7 separate regions of the Mus musculus genome follow, and all the other regions are linked to region 1. Evidence: chromatin contacts called from public HiChIP or PLAC-seq and promoter capture Hi-C data. All regions are on one chromosome and are shown on one strand. Each heading gives the region's core, a stretch centred on a gene start, on an enhancer-like site or on the middle of the called end of the contact. The rest is flanking DNA. Distances are from core to core; before and after follow the strand shown.

Region 1 (3,528 bases), core at 395-2,894:
AGTGGTGTTAGTTCAGGCTGGGTGGTATCTCATGATGCTGGCCAGGGTTTAGGTCAGGGCGTGACCACGGAGAAGGGGAGTGTTTCAGGGCTGGAGGGTCTGGAGTTGACCCAAAGTAAAGATGGAGATCAGGGTGAGCTGATGGTTTCAAACCATTCGAAGTCAGAGATGACCTCTGAAGACTTAGGCTGTGTGAGATAAGGGTTAGGGGTGGCCCTAGGACCTTCAGGTTAAGGGAAGTCAGGGGTAACGGCTTCTGGCTGGTAGGATGGGGGTCAAGAGTGACCCCAGGTATTGAGGCCAGGTGGGATTAGGGATAAGCTGGGTTCAGAAAGGGTTGGAGATCATGGGTAGCCAACTCCAACATGGGAGGAGTGGAAGACAGATGGGGTTGGGGAGTGTGCAAGTGTGTGTGTGTAAGTGTGTGTGTGTGTGTGTGTGTGTGTGAGAGAGAGAGAGAGACAGACAGACAGACAGACAGACAGAGTCAGAGTCAGAGTCAGAGAGAGAGAAAGGGGTTAGAATGGACCCAAGTGTTCAGGCCTGTCCAGGGTCAGGGTGACAGGATTTCAGGCTGAATGGGAGTCGGGCCCATCCAGGGATCAGTGCCCAATGAGTTAACTGGGGAGTCAGGGTTAGTTGGGTCGTGATTAAGATCAGGACAACCACGGGGTCAGAGCCAGGTGATGGGTGAGATCACCAGTAACTTAAGGATCAGGCTCAGCTGGGCCGGGTGGGATGGAGATCTGTGTAACCAGGGGTCAGAGCTAGGTGGGATCAAGACTGGGAGATGGCTAGGGAATCAGAGCCGGATAGAGTCGAGATTAGAGGGGCTAGGGCCTGGCAGGGTCGAGATGGAGGAGGGAGTGACCAAGGGCTGGGACCCGGTGGGAACGGTAAGAAATTTGAGGCTCGACCCAGGTGCCAGACCAGGCGGAGGCGAGTTCAGGGGGTGACCGGGGGGCGGGGGGTTCAGGTTGAGCAGGGTCGAGATCACAGAGTGACAAGGAGCCAAGCTGGGCGGGGTAGAGGTCAGGGGTGGCCAGGGGGTTCAGGCCAGGTCCGGAGAGGGGTGACCCGAGGGTGGCGCAGTACTCACTGTTGGGGTAGCTGCAGGGCGGGCGCTCCGCGCCTCTGGAAGGCCCCGTCCACGAAGACGCCGTTCTTGCCGAGACAGCGAAGATAGAAGTGAGGCTCCTGGAAGCTGAGCTGCAGGTGGCGCCGGGAAATGAAGCTCGACAGGCCCATGCTTAGGTCCACCGAGCCCTGCGACGAGTTGCGGCCGATGGTGACGCTGGGCTGTCGCATCAGGAACTCGAACTCCCGACCCTCCAGGCGAGCCAGGGCAGGCCCGGGGCTCTGGCGCACGGAGGCAGCGGCCGCGGCCACCAGGGCGGGCGCGGTGGTGGTGGCAGTGGCGACGGTGGAGGGCACCGGCCCGGGGCCGGGCTCGGCGGGCAGCGCGGGCGGCCCGGGTGGAGGTTGCGCCGGCGGCGGCGGGGACGTAGTGGCCGGGAAGGCGGCGGCCGCAGCCGCGGCGCATAGCACGGGGCTGCAGGGAGCCGAGCGCAGCGCCAGCAGGGCGCGGGCGCCGCTGTCCTCGCCGACTTCGGCCATGTTCGCGCAGCTCCGAGCGGCTCCGGTGGCGGCCGAGGCGGCGCGGGGCGGGGCGGGGCGGCGCGCGCGGAAACCCGGGCTGGATCGTGGCCTGGAGCGGAGCCGGGACACCGCAGGACCCTCGCGCTGCGCGCGCAGCTTCCACTCGAGGTGGGCGGGTGCAGAGAGACACAGAGCCCCCTCCTCCAGTCCCGAAGGGTGCTTGGATTCATCACGTTTTTAGGGGTGTCCTATTGAGGCTGGAGTTTAAAGTCCAGGGATGCTTGAAATGGTCTCTGCTCCTTACTGATCGTTTCTGCACAGCTACTCTTTCTGTGCTTTGCTTTTTTTTTTTTTTTGGTTTGGTATAATGTTGCAAATTACATTTTATTCATTCATTTATTTACTTGTGGTTCTTTACCACGTGTGTGTGTGCGCGCGCGCGCGCACGTGTGTTTGTGTGGTCAGAGAGGACAGCTCTCAGCAGTCTATTCTCTCCTACCCTGTGGGGTTCTGAGGATGGCATTGAGGTCGACAAGCTTGGTGACAAGCACCTTTATTTACTGAACCATCTCGATTGTTCTTGTTTTGTTGTTTGAGATCCTGTCTCATACCAAGGCTAGCCTGGTTTTGAATACCTAGATCAGGCTGGCCTCAAATTCATGATCTTCCTGTTCCAGCTTCCTGAGTGTAGCTATTAAGGTGTGTGCCTAGCCCTTTAAAATCAATTTAAAAATTCATTTTTTAAAGACAGGGTCTATGTATGTAGACCAGATTGGCTTCTAGCTGACGACCAACCCGGCTCAGGCTCCGCAATTCTTGCTGGAGTCACAGCTGTGCACCACCACAGCTGGTTCCCCTTGCTCCTTTTAAGGCGAACAGTTCTGCCTGTTTCTAGGGACTGTGGACACCCGAAGATTGACGGTAGTTGAAAACACTTAAATGGTGAACTTGGCACCATGTGAATCCCTTGAGAATTTAAGGTCCTGCACTGGGATGCTAATTCCCCCAAGTCTTCCCCCAGGACCTGCAGCGCGCGAGTGCATGCACACACATACACACTCGATTTCTCACATTTAATAATGACTGAAGGAGCTGACACAGTTGGTAAATTGCCTGATGGCACTCATCCCCCAAGACAGGAAAGTTCATTCCCCGGGACCGACTTCAAAACCCATTGAGAGCTTCGATCTTCCCAGCGCTTTGGGTAAAAGGTTGACAGATAGATCCCTGAAGCTCATTGGCCAGCCTGCCTAGCCAATCAGTGAGCTCCACGTTCATAGTGGAAACACTGTTTCAAAACAAAAACAAAAACACGAATAAAACAGGGCTAAAGGAGCACACAGTTATTCACGCCTGTGCATGCACCGGCGCACGTGCACACACAAACACAAGTGCAAACATACACACACAAAAGAATGTCTAAAAATAATGATTGAGAATAGAGATAGACATAGGTCTTGCCCTCAGTGAGCTTCATGTCGAAAGATGATACACACGTGAATTAAAGACCTACAGTGATCATTGCAATGCTCACGGCCATGCTGGATGCGTGTTGACAGAGTGCATGTGTGTGTGTGTGGGGGGGGGGCATAGTGTCCTGGGGCGGGGGGGGGGGGGAGGCTAGAAGGGAGGTTTGGTCTGCTCACAATCCCACACTTCCCTGCCTATCCATTCTGGACCCAAACTGGAAAGCCTATCACGGTGATAGAGCCGTGGATTTCAACCTTTCTCATGCTGAGACCCTTTAATACAGTTCTTCATGTTGTGGTGACCTCTCACCATAAAATGATTTCCATTGCTACTTCATAACTGTAATGTCGCTGCTCTTATGAATTATGGTGTAAATATCTGATATGCCGGATGTCTGATAAACAATTTCTCTGTGAGGTCGTGACCCATAGGTTGAGAATCATTTTCTCACGTGTCGTG
Region 2 (3,528 bases), core at 336-2,835, 1.8 Mb after region 1:
ATGAACCTTGGACATCAGTTACTGTTGTTGGGACTAAGCAAGGATGCAGGGCTCTCTATGGGAGGTGCTGAAGCAGAGGCCAGAAACTTTCCCAGCCTGTGATGACCGTCTCTGATGTTACTGTTCATCTTTGGACTCCTAAAGGCAGAGCTGGGGGCAGAGCTACTCTCGGCTCTACAGGAAATCTAGCCAGGTGCGGGCATCTCACCTGCTGCACTGACTCTGTCTGGCAAGTGCTCATTTGACACTAGGAGGAAAGCTCGGCCTGGGGGTGGGGCGAGGGGGAACAGCCATTGCTGTGTGGCCCTGGAGTAAGAAGCCTAAGAACTTCTTACCTATCGCTGCAGGCTGATTCCCAGCTAGGTAGCTTCCTCCAGCCATCCAGAACATTGAAACCCACAGCTCTGTAAAGGGCCCCTGCCCTCGGGCCAGAGTGCAAGGAAGGAGATGCCTCAGGCAGTTGCATGAACTGAAAGACAGGTCTGTCAGGAAGCCACTGTCCAGCTGAGGAGTGAGGCTACCTAGCCGATGGAGAAGCTGCATGTGTCTAGTTTCTAAGAACATAAGGCCCCAGGGTTGTGAGTGCACAGAGCCAAGTGGATATGTTCGCTCCACCCGGGGAGAAGCAAGAACTGCCCCCCTGCCCCCATGACCTTTCTATAGGCTGTGTCCTGACCAGTAGCCTAGTTTCCAAGATGGGATACAGGGAACTTTCTTTACATCTTCCTTTTGCATCTTTAGAATGATGCAAGCAAGTGAGGTGCGGCGGTTCAGGCCTGTTATCCCAGTACCTGGGAGGCTGAAGCAAGAGGACTGCCAAGTTTGAGGCTAGGCTGAGCAATTTACAGAGATCCCGCGACAGAAAAAGTAAAACAGGGGATTGGGGATTTAGGTCGGTGGTAGAGTGCCTGGCTTGCATGCGTAAGGCCCTGGTTCCATAACTGAAATTAAAGCAGGTGGGTATTCAATCTATCTGCCCATTATCGCCTTACACGCGGCTTTATGGCTTATGCGCCAGGCTTTGTTCTGAGCACTTCACACTCGGTTTATCTCCGCAACGCCTTTTCTCAGACTACAACACTGATACCGAGAGGCTAAGTCATTCGCCCAAGAGCACACAGCTGCAGCTCCCGAATGCAGATCATGTCCATCCTAGAGACAGGTCACTGGTTCCCTGGCAGGTCCTTATGAGGGCTGCGTGGAAACCGGATCAAACCAGAGAGCAAAGGCATGGGTCGGAGAGGATGCTACACGTGAGCTTTGGATTCCAGCCTTCGTGGTCTACAGGGAAGAAATGGCTGAAGAGGTTGAGGGTCCTGCCTAAACCGAGAGGTGTAGGCAAAAAGACCAATGGTAACGCAGGGGGCAGGGCCTATGGGAGAAATGCCAATGGCAGTCCGGAGGCAGAGACTGCCCTGGTATGGGCGGGGTCTGCGTGGTGCCGACCAATAGCATTGTGTGGGGCGGGGCCGAATGTCCGGGAGGGCGGTTGGGGTGGGGCCTGAGGGCGGTGGGCCTATGGCGGTGTGGGGGTGGAGCCTGAAGGCGAGCGGGCGGGTGCGCGGAGGGGGCGGCGGCAGCGGCGGTGAACAAAGAGGCGGCGGGCGCGGGCGGCCGAGCGGAGCCGAGCGCAGCCGAGCCGGGCCGAGCCGGGCCGAGCCGGGCCGGGCCAGGGCCCCTGGAAGCGGGCACGATGAGGGCAGCTGAGCAGGGGTCGGCGGGTCCCTGAGCCCCGTGCATCCGGCAGCGAGGGAAGCCCGGCGCAGCGCCCGTGGCCGCCCGCCCGCCATGGCCGGGGTCAGCTACGCGGCGCCCTGGTGGGTGAGCCTCCTGCACCGGCTGCCGCACTTCGACCTGCGGTGGGAGGCCACCAGCAGCCAATTCCGGCCCGAGGACGCCGACTACCAGCAGGTGACGCGCGCCCCCGGGTGCGGGGTCAGGGGCCCCGGGTCATGGCCCCTCCCAAGGAGCTGGAGCTTCCCCATCCCCTTTCATTCTAGGAGTCGCCTCCCGTTCACTGATAACCTTTCCAGGGATTAATGTCGAACACCCCCTGGAAGGTGTTCAGCCCCTCTGTGTCACCAGGGCCTCCGATCCGGATTGACGGAGCTGCCTCCCTCCCCTGATAGACCCTCTTCTGATCCTATGGGTTCCTGGTAGGCCCGTCTTCATCCTTTGGGCAGTCAGCTTCTCCCCAGCAGAGCCCCCGCTAGCCAAGGCTGGATCCCTGGGTTCAGGCAGGAGGGTATTCCTCGTTCTCTTTCCCCAGCTAGGGAATCCCTTTGCCAGACTGTTGGTGGGTGAGGAGCCTGGGCCATCGCCAGCCTTCTGTGGCTGCTAATGACCCCTTGCTTCACGGTCAGGCTGTGGGATGTACACAGGGTGTCGTGTGGTTGTGGGAAACCAGGGTGCCAGCAGTCTCTCTACCCAGGGTGGAAAATGAGGCCTGGCTGAAGTGGGGTGAGTGGGCCTCCGTCTGGGCTGGGGGCCATGGGGCACTTGGCAGCCCTCTCCCTGCGAAGCCCTAAGTCTGGCGTCCTGCCAAGTCCCAGCACCACCCCCACTACTGAACCACTGTCATTTGAGTGCAGAGCAGGGGGACTAGGGCTGTGGGCTTTTCCTTCCTGCTCCAGATTCCAGAAAAAAAAGAATGATCAGCCCACTTGGTCACTAAGCACCTCACAGTTTCTCTCCGGCGGCTCCTGGGACAGACAGTAGCCTGGGAATCAAGTACTCCTGGGGCTGTGCCAAATATCTCTGCCGCCATCCTCATCTTACTGAAGTTGAGGGTGAGAGAACACAGGACTGTCCCTGCTCCCACTCTCTGCCTACCTGACCCCAGCTCCAGTAGCTGATGGTGTTCCTGAGCAGATTAGAACAGGTGTGAGGGGTAGAGCAAAACCTGAGTCCTGAAAGACAGCAAGGAGATGCACCCGGGACCCAGGACCTCACCTGGGGATTTTGTGGGGAAGACCAGGCCCGGGTGAGGTGGAGGGACACGTGTGGTTTTCTTACTGTGTGATGGTATTGTTATGCTCTTTCTTGAAAGAACTCTATGAGCTATTCTTGGAAAGTTGCCTTCCTAGGGTTTGCCTGATGGTCAGTTTTGATGGTCCACTGGCACACAGGGCAGCCAGGTAGCATTTCCTGAGGTCAGTGGGCTGCCACCTGCTTCTGCTGCAGGAGGAACTTGCTAGTGACAGGGAAAGGGTGAGGATTCAGTCCCTGCAGCTCTTGGGAATCTGAAGGTAGTGAGTGGTTCAGGCCCGGCTCTGTAGGTCTTTAGATCTATGGGCCCGCAGCTCTGTGGCCCCAGTTGAGCCTGGTCCTGCCTGCTTTTGCTGCTCCACTGTGGGAGGCCTCTGACTCACGCTCCCTCCTGCCTCCTCTCCCAGGAGCAGAATTAGCCACTGAATAATTCACGGTGTGGAACCCAGCCTGGCTCCATCCCCCGCCGCCTCCGCTCCCGAAGCCAGGGCTATGGATGTGCATGGTGCCCCTGCCCTCTGAGCTGATGCTGTAGGCAAC
Region 3 (3,528 bases), core at 415-2,914, 1.7 Mb after region 1:
CCCGCTTGCCTTCTGTCTGCCATCCATTGTTACCAACTCTTCACAACTTCAGCCTGCTCTTCTAATAAAGATTAAAAGTAGGCCATCGGGAACTAGAGAGATGGGTCAGTGGTAAAGAATACCTTTTACTCTTCCAGAGGAACAGAGTTTGGTTCCCAGCCCCGAGGTCTCACACACACACATACACACACACACACACACACACAATCTCTTTTAGGGCATGGTTCCCGAATGCCTAGAGATAGAGTAAGATAATGCTCATCTGCCCTGGAAATCAGACCTGTGAGCTTGGTTGTCTCTATCTTGGTAATGGGAGACCCCAGCATGTTGGGCTTCTGCAGAAAATATCACTGCAGGCTGGAGAGATGGCTCAGCTGTTGAGAGCACTGACTGCTCTTCCTAGAAGTCCTGAGTTCAATTCCCAGCAACCACATGGTGGCTCACAGCCATCTGTAACGGATTCTGGTGTATCTGAAGACAGCTACTGTGTAGTCATACACATTAAATAAATAAACAGGGTTTCACTGTGTAGCTCTGACTGTCCTGGAACTCTATAGACCAGGCTAGCCTCAAACTCAGAAATCTGCCTGCCTCTGCCTCTGCCTCTGCCTCCCAAGTGTTAGGATTAAAGGCATGTTCCACCACTGCCAGGCTAATAAATAAAATCTTAAAAAAAACAAAACCAAAAAACTACTCTGCGTTTACATACTGAGTCTGGGCTGTTATTCTTTGGCAAATCATGGGTCCTTAGACAAGCAAGAAAAAAAAAACCTCCCAGGAGAATCCTTGTATTAAGCTTAATGTTGCAAAGCCACCCAGTTGCAGAGAGCTGTTTACTCAAAAAAATGAATGTGTGCTGGGGAATAGTCCCTTTGCAAGCCTAAGAACAGGAGTCGCCAGAATCCATAAAGGAGATGGGATGGGGGCGGAAGGGGACAAAATAAAAGGAGGGCATAGCGATACACATTTGTAACCCCAGCATTGATGAGGCAGACAGGATCACGCGCGCGCGTGCGCGCGCGTGTACACACACACACACACACACAGAGGCAAATGACATACTGTTTTCATCTATCACTGGCCTGCTGGGCCACCAGGGAAGTGCTCCCTATCTGGCCTGGGTTGGAAAGCCACGGAATCCTGGAGAGTTCAGAGAGGCTTGTGATAGCAAACCGTCAGCTGAGGGTTTAAAGCAGTTGGTGCTGGCCCATGGGCAGTCTTATCCTCATGGCGCCAGACCCCAGGTCTAACAACTAGGGAGTCAGTCACCTTGGCCCCCAACATCTCAGTTTCTTTACAGAAAAAAAACAAACATGTAAATAGGCTGATGTCCCCAATCTCAAATCTTGCGTATCGTTAAGGATGGTGCTTTATGCTCTCTTTTCAACTCAACATGGCGACCCTCGGAACCTCTGCCCACTGGACTACATAGTTGCAGCCAGTGTTTGCCGAAATCCAACCCGGGCTCCTGAAGTTGGATCTGAGAGCATGGCTTCCAGGTAGAAAGTTAGTATTGCCTGCGGGAAGCCAATTAATTCACGCATCCCACGAAACAAAACAAAACAAAACAACAACCAAAAAAAAAAAAAAAAAGCCCACAAGACCACAAGAACGGATTGCGCCGTGCAACCCCGGGAGAGTGCTTGGTAGGCCCCTTGCTCGCGCACACTTTGCGCGTGCACAAGATTCGTCGGGCTCCGGAGGAAGGACCACATCCGGGGCTCTGTGGCCGCGGCACGGTTGCCATGGTACCAGGGCGGCTGGCAGGCCTCCCAAGCCGAGGGCAGAGCTCGCAGGACCCGGAGGCCGCGCAGCGCTGCCGCTATGAGCCTGGGCACCACAGATATAGCCTCGGAGACGGTAAGGAGCCTTGGGGCGGAGGGAGGAAGGGCGCACGGTGGCAGCCAGCTCCGGCAGGCCGATTATTACCGCACAAGAGCCATCTCCGGGCGTCGGCCGCCACCGTGCCCGCGCCCCAGCAGCCTCTAGCTCCCGCCTGCGCTCGCGGAGGCCACTACTTCCAGGAAGCCCCCGGGACTGCGCCCCTCCCGCACGCGCTGCGGGTCTGAGGCTGCAGCCGGCCGACGATAAGCTCCTCTCGTAAGTGTTGCTGTAGGCTGTGGTCTCGCGACTCCCCGGAGCGATCCAGGGCAAGGGGGAAGTCCTGTCCCCAGCCTCCCCCAAGGCTAGTTTTGCACGGGTCCGGGAGTCATCTCTGGAAGAGGTGTGCCTCTCTCACTCTCTGCGTGTCGGTATCAAGTGAACTTTGTACATTCCGGGGGGCGGTGGGAGAGGGGCGGTGGCTATAGGACAGGGCAATAGGCTGATGTAGGGAGCAGCTTGGTACAGGTTTAGAGCCAGTAGGAGCATTAAATGTAAAGGCCGCAAGGCCGGGGAAAGTAGCACACCGGAAAGCAAGCTTTTGGAGTTGAGATTTAGAAGGGCACTGAGGGAGGTAGGCAGGGACCTGGCCATGGTGAAATATGACTTTCAAGGGTCCAGGGGACGCCTGTGAGAGCCTCCACAACAGACTGAACGACTAAGCCTTAGGTCAGCAGAGAGCAGCTGGGATTCCCTACTTGTTCCTGCACTCGAAGCTTTCCAAGATTTGCCTAGTTTTGGAGGTCGCTCTCTCAACACTGCCTTCAGTAGCTGCCCCCAGTAACTGCTCCCTCATCTCTGTTTTTTGGGTGCTACTGGGGACTGAAACCCTCATGCCAGACTAGAGCGCTACAGATAAACCTCCCCAGCTGGGTCACTGGGGGATTCTAGGCAAGCACTTAATTTCTGACTACCACTGAGCGCCCCCCACCCGCACCCCTCACCGGGCTCGCTCGCAGAACTGCATCTCCAGACCTTTAAGAAGTTAAAACCATCCCCACTAAGGGTGGGACTTGGTGGGGGAAGACTTCGAACCGGATGTAAAGTAAATGAATAAATTAATGAAATTTCTTGTGTTGAGATTACAAAGATAGTTCATGACTCTTTCAATACATATGGCAAGTTACCATAACCTAGCCATCCACAGAAATCCAATTAATATAAATTGTGTTTCTCATATGCATCTCCTCCCATACATTTTTAAAAAAGAGATCATATTTCTACAGTTGTATAACTCTTACCATTAATTTTGTTGCTAGCATTTTCGGTATTTTTTTTTAAACGCTCTTTGTATGTAGCCCAGGTTGGCCTCAAATTCAGCCTCCTCCTGCCTCAGCTTGCCAGATCCTAGGATTACAGGCTTGCACCTCCAGGAGGTTGGTGTTCCAAAATGTAACCAAGGACTGGGGAGACTGGGCTCAGTGGATAAAATGCTTGCCTGCACTCCCGAACCCACATCCAAGACCCATGGGTATGGCTGCTGCCTGTAATTCCAAATGCTCAGGAGTTGAAGACAGGGGAACTCCCTGGGCAAGCTGGCTAGCTAGACTAGCTACAACTGGGTTTAGCAAGAGAGCCTAGGTCACAGTGGAAAGGCGTGAAAGCAGTCACAGGGTCTGTTTCAGACCTCCCTCCACAAGCATGCAC
Region 4 (3,528 bases), core at 771-3,270, 1.7 Mb after region 1:
CAACAAATAGTGAAGGCTTTACAGGATAGGGACAGGATAGGGAGCTGCCAACTATGAAGACAGGCTCCTAGGGATTCCCAAGGCTAGACCAAATCTTGGGTGCAGGATGGCTTGGGCATTAAGACTAGGCTGTTTAGCCTCTCGTCTCTGTCTTATCTCTGCCCAGGTCTGGCCTCATCCCTCCTCCCCTCCCTCCTCCATTTTATGTGCTTAGGGGTGGGGAGAGAGCCCACCTGTTGTTTCCTAGCTAGAAATCGTCCATCGAAGGCAGGCACAGAGGAGGGGTTGAGACATGATCCTCATGCCACCACATGCCCAGCGACATCAGTCCCTGTCACAGTTCCCCTCGATTTAGAACTGCCTGAAAATGTCCCCAAAGTCCTTGCACTGAGACACCAACAACTTAAAAAGGCAAAGTCATCTCAGGGTGCCCAGAGTAGGCTGCAGAAAGAGGGGTGTCCCACGCACCAGCCCCCTCATTCATTGCACCTTATCTTACCTCCTCCTGGCAGGGAGGGGAGGTGCTGGCTGACAAGGGGCTTCAGAGTCTTAGCTGTGCCCTGTCATGGAGAAAGCCTTTTTAAATCCTTTTGTAGGTGGGAAGCGTCACCCAGGGGAGACACAGAGTATAGTAGGAGTGGGTGCTAGCGGGAGAAGGAACCCCCAGAAGACAGGGTTGTCCTGGACAGGCTTGTAAGGAACCAAGGCGCAGCCTGGCAGCAACAGACCCCTGCAGTGGCATCCAGGTAGCCCCCAGTGTGGGAAGACACCTGAGAGGGGGATCTGAGCAAGACCCCCAAATGGAGGTTTGTTCCTCGTGTCCACCACATGCCCAGTGACATCTGTCTCTGTCACCTTGGCAGTCCATGCACCCTAAGGGGGGGGGCAGGATGAGGCACAGGCATTCCCTTCAGGAGAGCATGGGCCTGGGAGCCAGGGAACAGCCCACCCTGGGGCTTCTGGTGGCTCTAGGCACCTGGAGGGTGGGGTCACCAAAGTATCTTCATCCCCCACATAGATAAAAGAGCTGGGGTGGGGGGCTACAAGGATAGAGAACAAGTAGCACATGGAGAGCATGGTACTGTCCTCAGATCCTGGGGACAAGACCCTGGGGACCCAAACTTCTCTTTATATGCTCTCACACTGCAGAAGTTGCATGCCTCCCAGACACTCCTCTACCCTACCCACAGGCTTGCACTCACTTTGAAACATCTGGTCAACCTCCATATATATATATATTTTTTTCTCCCGACTGCCCAGCACAGCTGGCTCCACCTGACCTCTCTCCGTTCAAGCCCAGTCCTCCTGCACAGCAAGATCCTCAGGTGTCCCTTAGTCTCACGAGAAAGCCCCATCTTGTCCCTGGAGCATCAAAGCTTCCTAGCCACCTGGCTCTGTCTGTCCCAGCCGTTTGTCCTCTCACCCCATGTGCCACCTCTGTGGGTGCCTTTTCTGGCACCCCCATTCTAGGAAGATGGCCTTTTAAAATTTGAGTGCAAGCCAACCTTATTCATCCCTACTGGCTGTCTCTCCTCTTTTCCAGTCTTTCTTCATCACTCCCAGACTCCAGGCTGTACCTAGATAACTGCTCTTCTCCCCTTCACCTGCCTGACTCCCAGTAGCTGCCGCCTCCCAGAAGCCCTCCAGTCATGCACTCCTTCTGACGGATAATTACCTGAGCCGTGGCTGTCTTTGGCTAGGAGGTCCACTTCGAGGGTGGGGACAGCAACTGCAGGGCACCTTGGTCTGGTCCTTCACCTAGTGACACCCAGCCTGTAGTGCACACATCCCCATCAGTCCTCTATTTCCCATCACTGTGCGCACCCAGCAGCCATCACACCCAGAGCGCATGCATACGGCCACAGTTCACCCTGTTGACACACATGCACATGTATGCACACACAAGAGCACACACTCCCAGACCACCTCTGACACACATCACACAAACACTTATGTGCCTACCCAAGCCCTCACTTACCGCACACATGCCACACACCGCCAGGCACGCTCGTGTCACTTCAACGGGTGCCGCCAGGAGCTGGGTAGTGTGAGCGGCTGCTGGCCGCCTCTGCCTGCCAGCCTTTGCCAAGCAGTTTCCATGGCGACACATCTTGGCTCTGACAGGAACTGATGTGTGTGGGGAAGAGGGTCCCACAGAGGGGGCGAGATGGGAGGTCTCTGTGTCCTCCGCCTCTGGCACAAACAGGGGAGTGTCCCACGAGTGGCCTAGGCTTACACCTCATGAAGGGGGTTCTAGGCTGCCTGGCACAGGAGCAGACTTAGGTCATTCAGTCATTCAACAAACCTCCTGGCATAATCACTCCGTGCTGATGATGGCTGGGGCTACAGTGTTGTCTATAATGTAGGTTTACGGAGGATGAGGTCTGGGGCTGACTCAGTTTCCCCAAATCCCCTCAGAAGGCCCTGTCCTAGGGAGGTCAGCTAACAGTCTTCTGAGAATCAAGGCCCTCCATCCATCTTCTTTGAGACTTGAGACCAGGAGGGGATGCTGGGTACCCCTTAGACGACCACTCGCTCAGCACCCTGCTCATCTCCTCTCCCTGACTCCACGCATCCTGCACTGTTCCTTGCCTGGCTCCTATCAGAAGTCTTTTCTCACCCTTCTGCCCAGGCCTCTCTCCTGGCTCATTTTGGACAATAAAAGATGACAGATCTATGGTTCTGTCTGTAAAGTGATTTCCACATAGGCATGAGGACTCAAATCCAGACCTCGTAGCACCTACATAAAAGGCAGATGCAGGAGTACGCCCTTATAATTCCAGAGCCGGGGAAGCAGGGGCGGAGAAATCCCTGGGGCTTACAAGCCAGCCAACCTAGCCTGGGAGCTCCAGGTTCAGTTGAGAGCCTGTCTCAAAAGATAGTGTGGAGAAACAGGAGAGAGGCTGAGGGTCCACTGCTCCTCCAGAAGATCTAAATACACGTGGTGCACGCACACACATGGACACTGATTTATAAACTAAAGAGACGAACGGTTACACAGGGAGGAATATTTGCAGAATGAGGTTGGTCAGTGGGAAGCCCGGGGCAAGGTGGGAGGCAAAGTCACTGAACGTCACTGACTCTGGGGACTCTAGGCTGATGATGCTACATTGTAATGTGGATTGAATGGAGTCTAGCTTGTCCCCCTCCACCCCCCAAAGGCTAGGGTGCTGTAAGCTTGGTCCCCATGTGATCCCAGTACAGAGTCCAACAGAGCTCACTGATGGTCAGTCTAACCAACCCGGTGAAAACAGAGTTGAATGAGAAAGACCTTGTCTCAAAAGCCAAGGTGGGGAAGCTCGATCGGTGGTTAAGGGGACCGGCTGCTCTTCCCAACAACGTATCAGGAGGATCACAACCACCTGGGTCCCCCAGTTCCGTGGGATCCAGCACTGTCTTTTGGCTTCTGTGGGCACTCACCCAAAGGTGCAAGAGGAAGGAGAAGAAAGAGAGAAAGATACCTGATGTCAACCTACAGCCTACACACACACACACACACACACACACACACACACACACATACACAGG
Region 5 (3,528 bases), core at 506-3,005, 1.7 Mb after region 1:
CCCAGGCTGGGCTGAAGAGATGGCTTAGCGGTTAAAAGCACTGGGGTCTTGAGTTCAATTCCCAGCAACCACAGGGTGGCTCACAACCATCTGTAATGGGATCTGATGCTCTCTTCTGATGTGTCTGAAGAGAACGACAGTGGACTCAAATACATAAAATAAATAAATTTTAAGAAGAAGAAGGAAGAAGAGAGGAGGAGGAAGAGGAGGAGGAGGAGGAGGAGGAGGAGGAGGAGGAGGAGGAGGAGGAGGAGAAGAAGAAGAAGAAGAAGAAGAAGAAGAAGAAGAAGAAGAAGAAGAAGAAGAAGAAGAAGAAGAAGAAGAAGAAAGGGAGAAAGAAAGAAAGAAAGAAAGAAAGAAAGAAAGAAAGAAAGAAAGAAAGAAAGAAAGAAAGAAAACCCCAGACTGGCCACTGAGGTACCATTCAAAGGGCCATGAAAAGCAGGGTATGTCACTGTCTCAGGAGCCATACCCTCCACCCACCATTCTGAAGCTAACATCCATAAGTGTGGCCCTCTGCCAGGTATGGCCCTCCTAACTGTGGTATACTGAGAATACAGGGACCAGATTCTCCCTCCTCCCTCCCTAGCATCTCTGGCTGAGCCATTTTCTAAGCCCTTGTTGCTCCAAATCTGCCAGTCTCTTCCTGATGAAGAGACCTAGAGAGACTCACTGTGAATCCCCAAGTCCCCTCAATGCCCAGCCCAGTGTCTTCCAAGAGAGCAGGAGGCCAGTTAAGATTTGCCTTCAAACCTCCTCCAGAATCCATCTCTACCATCAGGCAAACCCTAGATACTTCCAACCTCAGCTTTCCAGCCTGTAAAATGAGTATTCCTCTGAGCATCAAGCACAGGTCTAGGGCAGTGTGTGTTATAACTAGGTCATGGCCAGGAATGAGAGCACACACTATATAACCAGTATAGACCAGTAGGGGGCAGGATGCTAAAAAGACAAGTCACTCTGCCAATCTGAGTACCTAGCTGACCCAGACCATCTCCTTCAAGCCAAATCTGCCTGGGGCTGTTTCTTACTAGGGGGATCTGGGCAGATGCTCTACCACTGAGTCACACCCCAGCCCCTCACTGGGAGATTCTAGGCAGGGGCTCTACCTCTAAGCCATGCCCCAGCCCCTCACTGGGGGATCTGGGCAGGTGCTCTACCACTGAGCCATGCCCCAGCCCCTCACTGGGGGATTCTAGGCAGGTGCTCTACCACTGAGCCAGCCCCTCACTAGGGGGATTCTAGGCAGGGGCTCTACCACTGACCCACACCCCAGCCCATCACTGGGGGATTATAGGCAGGGGCTCTACCTCTAAGCCACGCCCCAGCCCCTCACTGGGGGATTCTAGGCAGGGGCTCTACCACTGAGCCACACCCCCAGGAGTCCAGATGACTCCAGCCCATCTCTCCTACCTATGGGCTGCAGGTAAATGTGTTTCCGGGCCAGGCTCTGCTTCCGGAGCTGCAAAGAAGCATGGAAGGTCTCGAAATCCTCAGGGGCTTCAGGGCGGCTCAGGAGCCAGTCATAGGCTGAGTGAATGAGCAGTGTGCTGAAGAGAGTCCGGTTAGGGTTGTAGGCCTCAGACAGGAAGAGTCTCTCCGACGGGGAAAAGGCTGAGGTATACATCTGCTTCAGGGCCAGGTCACAGGAGATCAGGGCATCCTTCAGGGCCCGGGGCCCGAAGCTGAACTCCTGGGGTGGTTTGCACTGCACCATGCCGTGTGTTTGGCCGCTGGCCACTCCTTTGATTTCCTTTTCCGGGCCATGAATCTCCCAGGGGACAGCCACGGTCTCTTGTAGAACCTTCTCTCAGGCTTAGAGAGTACCCGCTCAGGGCTCCCAGAAGATGGAGGCTGGACTGAGAGACCACGAGGCTTAATTCTGCCTCTTCTGAAACTTCTCAGCAAGGTGAGCAGAAAAAAGCCTGCTGACCCCCTGTGGAGGACACATGGGGCCCAGTCACTGCTCTGAGCACACATGACTGTCTCTCAGACAAAACACAGTTTTCCTGTGAACTGGAGTCAGAATGATCTCATCTACACACACTACAACCCAAATCAAGTATAAAGGGGTGTGGACATGTATGCATTTATGTGTGTGTGTGTGTGCGGTGTGCGGTGTGTGTGTGCGTGTGCGTGTGTGTGTGTGTGTGTGTTGGGGGCAGGAGAGCAGAGGCTGATGTCAAGTCTATCGCTATCCACCTGACTTTTGGAAAAAGAGTCTCTAACTGAACCCAGAGCTTAAAAGTCCAACCAGCCTGGCTGGTCATCAGGCCCACAGAGCTGCCACCTCAGTCTTTCATATGGGTGTTCGGGATTCAAACTTATGAATCCCTTATCCATGCTTATGTGGTAACGTTCTACCCACTGAGCCATCTCCTCATTCCAGAATTGAGTATGGACGTGCATTTCCATAGGACTCCACCCCTGCTCTGAGCCCAGAGAAGCCAGGCATATATAAGGAGGTATCTACCCTTCAAGGCTAGGGAGGTTCCTTCACGGAAGGCAGAGGCTGCTCCTCCTGCCTTTTATGATCACAAGACCCACCCTGTCCCCTCACAGAGCCACCCAGACCCTCCTCCCAAACCATAGGGTTCCTTGCAGGAGCATCGTGTGCACCCAGGGGCTGTCTTCTGGGGAAGACGCCGCCCCAGTGTCTCCCAGACCCTGGTTTCTAGAGTGTGAACATGGTCTAAGATACAGTTCTAACAGTCAGGAGCCAGCATGCTGACCACAGCAACCTGGAACTGTAGGCAAGCAACCAGGTAGACAGGCGGAGGGACTGCCCGCTGTGGTACTCAGTGCCTACCAGCATCCTCCCTCCTGGGAGTGTTTCTTTCAGGTCATGCTTGGCTCCAGCAACTGGCTGCTTGGAGCTTCCTATTGCATCTCAGTGCAGGGAAGTCAACCGAGACAGGAACACATAACACAGACCACGGGAGGCAAGGCGCCGCTTGCCTCCTCTGCCCTCGCACGCACCCACACCCAGCTCCTGCAGAGGAGGAAGTGCGGAGCCATGGAGGCCCTGCAGGCGGCTAAGCACCTGACTCCTCACACATCCCACCAGCTTATTTTTGTTTCTGGAAGCCAATCACACCACCTACTTAGACTCCACGCTCTGCCCCAGGCCTGCACGCAAGCAAAGCACCCCAAGCTGAAGCCCAGGGGCCGTGCTGTCTTACGGTGACCTCTGAATTGTGCTTCAGGGTTGTAGCTATGTCAGCTTCTCTCTCTCTCTCTCTCTCTCTCTCTCTCTCTCTCTCTCTCTCTCTCTCTCTCCCTTTCATTCTTTTTTTTCTTTCTTCTTTCTTTCAGTGCTAGGGATAGAACCTGTGGCCTGACCTAAGTTGAGTAAAGCCTATCCCCGAGCCACACCCCCCAGCCCCTCACTGGGGGATTCTAGGCAGGAGCTCTACCACTGAGCCACACCCCAGCTCCTCACTGGGGGATTCTAGGCAGGTGCTCTACCACTGAGCCACGCCCCCAGCCCTCCTTGGGGGATTCTAGGCAGGAGCTCTACCACTGAGC
Region 6 (3,528 bases), core at 391-2,890, 1.6 Mb after region 1:
TCAGTCTCTACAGGACTCACTGGCATATGCTTTGAGGAAGGGGAGAGGCCCCACAACTGCCCTCTGAACAGCCAGGGTTTACTCAGAATCTGAGAAAATCCCAAGCACACTCAAGTGGAATCCAACACATGGAGCAGGCCATGGCCTTGACCAGGCCAGCTGACAGTCACTGAATTCCCACGCTGTGGCAGAGACATGGCAAAACTCTGCTGCCATGGTAGATCAGGGCATGAAGTCAAGGAGAGCCCCAGCACAGCTAATTGTGAAAAGTGTTACTGGAGTGGTGTGGAAGTCATGCTCCTGAGCCAGTAACCTCTGCACAGCATCTCAGCTGACAGAGGATGAGGATAGGCCCGGAACCTAAGCTCTGCTGGGCAAGTGCAGTGCCGAAGCCTTGAGGAGCCTCTGCAAAGTTCAGGCCAGCCTCCTTAGAGTAAACGTCTTTGGGGGGCTGGAGAGATGGCTCAGCGGTTAAGAGCACCGACTGCTCTTCCGAAGGTCCTGAGTTCAAATCCCAGCAACCACATGGTAGCTTATAACCATCCGTAATGGGATCTGATACCCTTTTCTGGTACGTCTGAAGACAGCTACAGTGTACTTACATATAATAAATAAATAAATCTTTTTTTTTTTTAAGTTGTCTTCATAGGAGAGCTGGGTCTGTGGCCCGAAGTCAGGTGCTCATCTGTCCATCAGTGGAAGGTGGCTAGTGACCTTGTTGCAACAAGGCCCTGCTGGCTGGGGAGGGAGCCCTGGGTGCCTAGGCTCCTAGAGTGGGCAGAGATGGTGGCCAGAGGTTGGTTGGGAAAGCCACCGTGAAGGCACAGTCCCTGGGTGTCCCCACTTTCTCCTTGTCTGGTTTGGGAGCTCTCAGGTGACTCCTGCTAGAAAGCACTGTCCAGGTTTGTGGTTGTTCTTACGCTGATGTTCAAAAAGTTATAGTGTCTCTATTACCATTTCTTGGTATTGGTTGGTTGATTTTGTTTGAGGGGGTGGCTTTTTACTTTGAGCTAACGTCAGGCCTAGAGAAGAGCTACAAGAGCTATTCTGAGTGCTCCAGTGCGGTGCACCGCTGTCTGGGCCTAGTCTCCTTCTTTCTTCCTGTTCCCCTTCTTCCTCCTCCCCTTCTCTCCCATCTTTCCCCTGTCATGTTTTCTGTGGTGTTTTCTAACCCTTGCAGCAACTGTAAGGATCGAGTTAAGATCTTGATAAACTTTCTAACAGGCAACAAGTTTAATTCTTCCCCATTCCCCTCTCTCGTGAGACATGGTAGAAAACGCCTTTTTTCCTCCCTCCCTCCCTCCCTTCCTCCCTCCCTCCTTCCCTTCCTCCTCTTTATTTTGTCTCAGAGACTGTCAAACTCCGAAGCCTATGCTGGTCTTGAACCCTGGTGACTGTTTTTTGGCTGGGCCAGTGAGTGCTGGTATTACAGGCTGAGCCACCACATTTGGCTCTATCTTCATCTAGGGAAGGATTCTATCTTACATGAGAAAGAATTCTGTGGGGCTGGGGAGATGGCTTGGTGGTTTAAAGCGCCCACTGCTCTTACAGCAGACACCGGTTCTTTATAGAGCAGGCTTCATTTCCTCCCTGCCTTGAGGAAATGGGGATCCACTTCGGGAATCCCCCGCTCCAGCAGCACAAGCTGCAGCCCCCCACTTCCTTCCCAGAGGCCCCAGAGGGGGGACTGGCTACTCTCCTCTGAGGACCTTTGAAGGGAGCTTGCTGGAGCTTGTAGTTCCATTTAGGGCTCTTACCCAGTTTCCTTTTAATTGACATGCAGGGTCTGTTTAACTTCCTGCTGCTATTTTGTCAAATAGCTGTGGTTTAATAAAGATGCACACGGCCTGTAACAGACTGTATAATTGGAGCGTTCCTACCCTGCAAGCTGAGGCTCTGAAGTAGATCTTAGCCCTGAACCTGCACTGAGCTACTCAGGATTATTAAACGGAGATGATTAATCCTCCTCCCAAGCAAGGCAGGAGCTGTCTTAAGTAAATAAGCAGGCTTTGTGGAAACTTTGTTCTTTTTCTTCAGTTTTTTAGAAGTGTATAATTCAAGGACTTTTCAGTAAATTTCCCCAAGTTGTGCAAACATCACCCTAAAACCATTTTTAAAACATTTCCATCACACCAGTGAGATCCATCCCACCCATGCACATTGGCCCCAGCTCCCAGCCCAGACAGTCCTTCAGCCATCTTCTGCCTGTAGACTCCCTGGGTGTTTCCTGTAAATGCAGTCATACAATAGCTGCCTTCTTTTTGTTGTTTTATTGTGCTGCTGTGGGGCAGGAGGAGAAGGAGACTCACAGTGCCCATGTACATGTAGAGGCCAGAGATTAATGTCACTATCCTGTCAACTCTTCATCTTTGCTTTGTATTGTCTTGAGACAGGGTTTTGTGTCGCCCTGGTTGGTCAGGAATTCACTAAGTAGACCAAGCTGGCCTTGAACTCACAGAGATGCACCATGAGTGCTGACATTAAAGGAATGACCACCACATCTGATTCCTCCGGCTTTTTTTTTTAAGCATTTTTAATTTTATTTATTCGGGGTGGGGGGTTGCTCTCATGTGTATCTGTGCACCATGTGTATACCTGGTACCCAAAAGATTCTAAGGGAGACCCTTGGATCCCCCAGGAACTGGAGTTACAGGGAAAGGGTTGTGAGGCACCTCATAAGTGCTAGGAATGAACCCTGAGTCCTGTGCAAGAGCTGCCAGTGCTCTGAAAGCTGAGTCAACTCCAGACCTATCTTATATTTAGAGGCAGGGTCTCTCACTAAACCTGGAGCTCACCAATCGGTAGACTGACTACTAGCCATCACTACTCCCAGTGCTGGAGTTTCAAACACACACTGCCATGCCCTGGTTTTTCCGTGGGTTCTGAGGATACTTCACCTGCTGAGCCAAACCCCCCAGCCGGCCCATAGATGACTGCTTTAATTTACCATTAACATGTTTGAGTTCCCTCAAGTTCTCCGTGCGTGCAATATCAGGAGGCCATGCACTTTAGTTGCTGTGTTACATTGTGTGGATGAACGGTGTTTTCTCCACTAAGGACAGTGCTGCTGTGAACAGCTCTGTCTGGAGCTTAGACCTGGGTCTTTGTGCATGCTGGGCAGGATCACCACTGAGTTCCATCCTAGCCCTCTTCTCGATGTATATTTTGGGACAGTCTCACTCAGGTGCCCGGGCTAGCCATGAACTTGAGATCTCCCTGTCTCAGCCTTCCTAGTGGCTAGGATTGCAGGCCTGAACCACGAGACCATACTGTTAGGAAGCTTTTAAATGAGAGATAAATATGGACAGTGCTCACTAAGGGCTTTATTCTTTTAGGGTGTGGTTTCTCCCTTATGTCCAGCATTATCCTGTTTTCTGTGAGAACTGGAGCCTCTTGGTAATGGTAACTTTGCTGATTTTTGTAGTGGGGTCATTCCCTGGGGAGGAGTCTGTCTAGGTAAGCATTTAGAGAGCTGTGAATGATGAACAGCAAACAAGCCTGCTATGATGTCCCCCTTTCTATCCTTGC
Region 7 (3,528 bases), core at 539-3,038, 1.6 Mb after region 1:
GCTTTATAGATATTGATAAAGAACAATTTCAGTAAAACCGATTGATAAACAACAATTTAGATCCAGACATGGTGGCATATGCCTTTAACTCCTTTTTTTTTGGAGAATGCTTTAGAACTGCTTATCAAAAGTGTCAAGTAAATGTGTATATGTTGAATTTTTTAATGTCTTTAAACATTTATTAACTGCCTGTGTGGAGGGGTGTGCACCTGCTGCAGTGCATGTGCAGAAGTCAGAGCCCAGTCAAACTCAGGTGGTCAGGCTTGGCAGGCCGTGCTCTAACTGGCTGAGCCAGCTCTCCATACTATGCATACAGTGTGTATGTGTGTGTGTGTGTGTGTGTGTGTGTGTGTGTGTGTGTGTGTGTGTGTGTACGTGTCCGAGCATGCACACACAGAAGAGTTAGATTTCCTGGAACTGGAGTTCCAGGTGGTTGAGCCCCACATATGCGTGTGGAGAACTGAACTGAACTGCAGTTCTCTGCGACATCAGTAAGCACTCTTAACAGCTGAGCCATTTTTCTAGCTTTTTATACATAAATTTCAACCCAGAAATTTCATAATTTAACTAGCTGTAATTTCTCACAAAGAAAGTCAGACAGGTGCCACTATCAAGGGGATTCCTGAACAATTTTTCTACTCTTCTACTGGAAATGATCCAGGGTTGTTTGATTGATTGTAACCTCAAATAAACTGTGCCAAGGATAACCCCGAACTACTTATCCTTCTGCATATGCCTCCTCACAGCCTATCATTCTCCTAAAACTTGCCCCTAAACCTACTGGGTTGACACTGCATGCCAGCAAGGGCCTGCACCTATGGTGCTTACCGAAGAACATATTATACAGCTCAGCCTGGAGAGAGAGCACTTGTACATATTCTCTCAGGTTTGGTGGTCCTGATTGTATATGGCTATGTTACTTTGAACAAAAATCCTATGAAAGCAAAGGTGTTTGCTATGAACAGTTTATTCTAGTACTTATACTATTGCATCGTATTTCCTTCCTTTAAAATACCATGGAGATTATTTCACAGGCTTGAGTCAGAAAGCATGGAATGAGCACATGGGGCTGGAGTGGTCGGGTGTTTGTTTACTCTTGCTTGTCAGTGCTAAGCACATTAACAGGAAAGCCTCCTTTCCCCTCCGTGTTTGTCTTTATAACATTTGGCGAAATGTTTAGAAGATTCCAGGGTTTCTGGCCTGACACCTGGGAGAACAGGCAAGGAGGACTTGGCTGTGAGCTGCTGCAGGTGGTGGGTTTCGGAAGCCTCTAAAGGATGGGGCTTGAGCTCTCACCCAGCTTTTCACACACCGCTTTGGGAAAACTGAGGGAACCAAGCGGGCAGCGAATTGCTCTCTTCCCCTTTCTTTAACTTTCAGAAACCCTTTTCTAGGCCATTGAATATCGTGCCCCGTTTCTCTGCGTGTCCTAAATCCTGAAGGTTTTATGTCAGTTTAGGGTTTTGTGCTGGGTTTGAGGTTCTCATGTTTTCAGGCTGGCAGCCACTTTGTTACGTACCCTGATATTTCTACCTCCACCTCCCCAGTGTGAGGTTCACAGGCATGTGCCACCTCACCCAACAAAAGCCAGTTTGGCTAAAAATAAATTAAAAAAAAAAAAAAATCCAGTTTGGCCTCTAGGTCTATCTATTTTCTGAAAATTTTGATTAGAATTTCCCACTGACCCACTAAAACCTCATCTCCCCTCTGCTCCCAGCTTGCTGAGTTCTCTTAGTGAGCCGCCCTTCTCTTTTGTTTGGCTCCCAGTTGACCACCTTCTGTGTCTGCCCTGCCTTCTGTCCCTCCTTGGAAGGCCCCGCCTTCCACAGATCTGGAGGCAGAGCTAGGCCTCATGTCCCTTTTCCAAAACCTTTTGTTTGTCCCCATTTCTTACCAAAGAGGTTCCAGATTTTTTAGCTGGCCCATCATCTGTCTTTAAGCCTTGCCTCCCCCCATCAGTGAAATTTCTGGCTATCCCTCCATTGTTAGGACCTTCCTTTGTAGCTTTATCTCTAGACTTCATCTGAGGGCCCTGCTCTGTCCTGCTCTGAGAATCTTTGAAAGCACCCTGGGAGCGGGAGCCACATTCTAGCCTTTTGGCTCTTTTCCCACTGCCTGGCACTTTTCTTTGCCTTGGGCTGCTGGTAGAACTCTGTGGGTGGCTTTCCTAGCAGAATAATGTGCTTGTGTATCCCAGAGAGAGGCAGTGGACAGAGCCACCAGGGGTCCGTCCCGTCCACCTCTTGTTGGAAATGGGTGGCTGGGGTGTCCTGCCTGCCTTCACTTTGCTTTTTGTCACCCTAGCCTTCAAATGGGACCATCCCTGCTGCTGGTTCCAGAGAGAACTGAGAGGCGCTGCCTCTGCCTGCCGGATTCATCAACTTACAGAAACGCATCCTGTTTACATTTCTGGCAGCCTCTCATTGATTTGGATGGTGGCCAGCAGCTAGCCACTCAGCCCTTGTGGGTTTCTAACCAATAGTTTCCCAAGTGCACATGCGCTGTGAGAGCACATGCAAACCCAGCATGGCCTTTGTGCACCACCATAGCCAGTTCTCCTTGCCAGCCTCCCATGTCCAGCGTAGCTTTAGTGTTTTCTGGAAAGACTTCAGTCAGGACTCGCTACAGTAAAACGACTGGGTGACCAGGGGCTAAAAATCCACTGGAAATGAGACCAGGATTTTCAAGTTTGTATCCTCATCTTTTAAAAAAAAGAAAAATAAATCCACATGCCCAGCAGACAGGGGCTCTCTTCTCAACCTAACATTTAAATGGCTAAATTTGTAAGTTGTCTTAAAGGTGCCCTTTGAACAGTTTAAAATGCTCCGTTGTTTTAGGGTGAAGTCATCAAACTGCTTACGACCCTTATTTATGTTTTCACAACTGACTGAAATGTACAGCTGCCAACAGATTAAATCTGCAGTAAGAGTCACTTGGGGCTTTCCTCTGACTGTTAGAGATTCTGTCTGTCAGCTTCTGGCTTCTCTCTCCCTCTCTCTCTCTCTCTCTCTCTCTCTCTCTCTCTTTCCTTCCATCTTTAGGTGTATTAGAGGTCTTAGGTTTCCTTTACTTTTCTTATTTAGGTACTTGGCCTCTTTTTTGTCATTTTGGTTTTGTTTTGTTTTCTGAGACAGGATTTCTCTGTGTAGCTCTGGCTGTCCTGCAACTCACTCTGTAGACCAGGCTGACCTCCAATTCAGATAGCCTCCTGCCTCTGCCTCCAGGTGCTGGAATCAAAGATGTGCACTACCATTCATTGCCCAGCTGGAAATTGGTCTTTTATTTCAAAAGAAGATGGTGGCAGATACTGTCATAGTGTTATACTATGCAGTCCCTCACCTCCACATTGGGCTTTTGGAAGCAACAAAAGCTTGCTTTGGAGCTCAGGTAGGCCTTAACTCACAATCTTCCTGCCTCTGCCTCCCAAATTTTGGAATTACAAACTTGTACCACCACCCACCACACTCAGGCGAGTATCTTAACTTCTAAGACACTGGTACCTCTCCTTGGTTCTTTTTTTTTTTTTAC

Evidence for each region. Promoter capture Hi-C pulls out the DNA fragments that hold promoters and counts their contacts. HiChIP or PLAC-seq counts read pairs in DNA pulled down with a chosen protein or histone mark.
Region 2: a promoter capture Hi-C map of pre-B cells shows a contact between it and region 1, with 6 times the contacts expected there. The contact joins the promoter of Ttyh3 here to the promoter of Foxk1 in region 1. A contact is called at or near these places in 6 of 39 promoter capture datasets (the 3T3-L1 cell line, 3T3-L1-derived adipocytes, embryonic stem cells and 3 more), 6 of 115 datasets of contacts at active chromatin or transcription factors (astrocytes, embryonic forebrain, embryonic stem cells and 3 more) and 1 of 9 other capture datasets (embryonic stem cells).
Region 3: a contact with region 1 is called in a promoter capture Hi-C map of pre-B cells, with 6 times the contacts expected there. The contact joins the promoter of Iqce here to the promoter of Foxk1 in region 1. A contact is called at or near these places in 21 of 39 promoter capture datasets (the 3T3-L1 cell line, 3T3-L1-derived adipocytes, the C10 cell line and 12 more), 2 of 484 Hi-C or Micro-C datasets (B cells and embryonic stem cells), 15 of 115 datasets of contacts at active chromatin or transcription factors (the 230-238 cell line, SST interneurons, astrocytes and 9 more) and 2 of 9 other capture datasets (adipose tissue and liver).
Region 4: a contact with region 1 is called in a promoter capture Hi-C map of embryonic stem cells, with 7 times the contacts expected there. The contact joins the promoter of Amz1 here to the promoter of Foxk1 in region 1. A contact is called at or near these places in 6 of 39 promoter capture datasets (3T3-L1-derived adipocytes, cranial neural crest, embryonic stem cells and 2 more), 7 of 115 datasets of contacts at active chromatin or transcription factors (embryonic forebrain, embryonic stem cells, epiblast stem cells and 2 more) and 1 of 9 other capture datasets (macrophages).
Region 5: a contact with region 1 is called in an H3K4me3 HiChIP or PLAC-seq map of the 230-238 cell line, with 8 read pairs. The contact joins the enhancer-like site here to the promoter of Foxk1 in region 1. A contact is called at or near these places in 1 of 39 promoter capture datasets (embryonic stem cells), 1 of 15 datasets of contacts at CTCF or cohesin (large pre-B cells), 9 of 115 datasets of contacts at active chromatin or transcription factors (the 230-238 cell line, differentiating embryonic stem cells, embryonic forebrain and 4 more) and 1 of 9 other capture datasets (embryonic stem cells).
Region 6: an H3K27ac HiChIP or PLAC-seq map of T-cell acute lymphoblastic leukemia shows a contact between it and region 1, with 7 times the contacts expected there. The contact joins the enhancer-like site here to the promoter of Foxk1 in region 1. A contact is called at or near these places in 2 of 39 promoter capture datasets (cranial neural crest and embryonic stem cells), 19 of 115 datasets of contacts at active chromatin or transcription factors (the NIH/3T3 cell line, T-cell acute lymphoblastic leukemia, bone marrow-derived dendritic cells and 15 more) and 2 of 9 other capture datasets (embryonic stem cells and liver).
Region 7: a contact with region 1 is called in an H3K27ac HiChIP or PLAC-seq map of stem cell-derived neural progenitor cells, with 10 times the contacts expected there. The contact joins the enhancer-like site here to the promoter of Foxk1 in region 1. A contact is called at or near these places in 3 of 39 promoter capture datasets (cranial neural crest, hippocampal neurons and second pharyngeal arch cranial neural crest), 12 of 115 datasets of contacts at active chromatin or transcription factors (VIP interneurons, acute myeloid leukemia, bone marrow-derived macrophages and 7 more) and 1 of 9 other capture datasets (liver).

The regions. Positions count from the first base shown.
Region 1 is chr5:142,399,613-142,403,140 of GRCm38.p6, reverse strand. It overlaps Foxk1 (forkhead box K1), which reads right to left and starts at 1,644. Exons shown (of 9, transcript NM_199068.2): 1 at 1,100-1,644. The coding sequence starts at 1,617.
Region 2 is chr5:140,647,088-140,650,615 of GRCm38.p6, reverse strand. Ttyh3 (tweety family member 3) reads left to right here and starts at 1,585. Exons shown (of 14, transcript NM_175274.5): 1 at 1,585-1,911. The coding sequence starts at 1,789.
Region 3 is chr5:140,700,514-140,704,041 of GRCm38.p6, reverse strand. Iqce (IQ motif containing E) reads left to right here and starts at 1,664. Exons shown (of 23, transcript NM_028833.3): 1 at 1,664-1,860. The coding sequence starts at 1,825.
Region 4 is chr5:140,722,619-140,726,146 of GRCm38.p6, reverse strand. It overlaps Amz1 (archaelysin family metallopeptidase 1), which reads right to left and starts at 2,020. Exons shown (of 8, transcript NM_173405.2): 1 at 1,979-2,020; 2 at 1,676-1,773.
Region 5 is chr5:140,739,473-140,743,000 of GRCm38.p6, reverse strand. Amz1 (archaelysin family metallopeptidase 1) reads right to left here. Exons shown (of 8, transcript NM_173405.2): 3 at 1,414-1,936. The coding sequence starts at 1,717. Among named protein-coding and RNA genes, the nearest start is that of Gm30745, 8.5 kb to the left of the region's middle. Within about 2 kb of position 1,755, at least 25 of the 459 cell types and tissues checked have an H3K27ac peak or open chromatin away from gene starts, as enhancers often do. A contact at or near this core is called in the 230-238 cell line, where this site is marked.
Region 6 is chr5:140,770,008-140,773,535 of GRCm38.p6, reverse strand. All of the region lies in intron 2 of Gna12 (guanine nucleotide binding protein, alpha 12), which reads left to right. Among named protein-coding and RNA genes, the nearest start is that of Gm30745, 22 kb to the right of the region's middle. Within about 2 kb of position 1,640, at least 68 of the 459 cell types and tissues checked have an H3K27ac peak or open chromatin away from gene starts, as enhancers often do. A contact at or near this core is called in T-cell acute lymphoblastic leukemia, bone marrow-derived macrophages, forebrain and 1 more, where this site is marked.
Region 7 is chr5:140,789,976-140,793,503 of GRCm38.p6, reverse strand. All of the region lies in intron 1 of Gna12 (guanine nucleotide binding protein, alpha 12), which reads left to right. Among named protein-coding and RNA genes, the nearest start is that of Gna12, 39 kb to the left of the region's middle. Within about 2 kb of position 1,788, at least 160 of the 459 cell types and tissues checked have an H3K27ac peak or open chromatin away from gene starts, as enhancers often do. A contact at or near this core is called in acute myeloid leukemia, bone marrow-derived macrophages, kidney and 3 more, where this site is marked.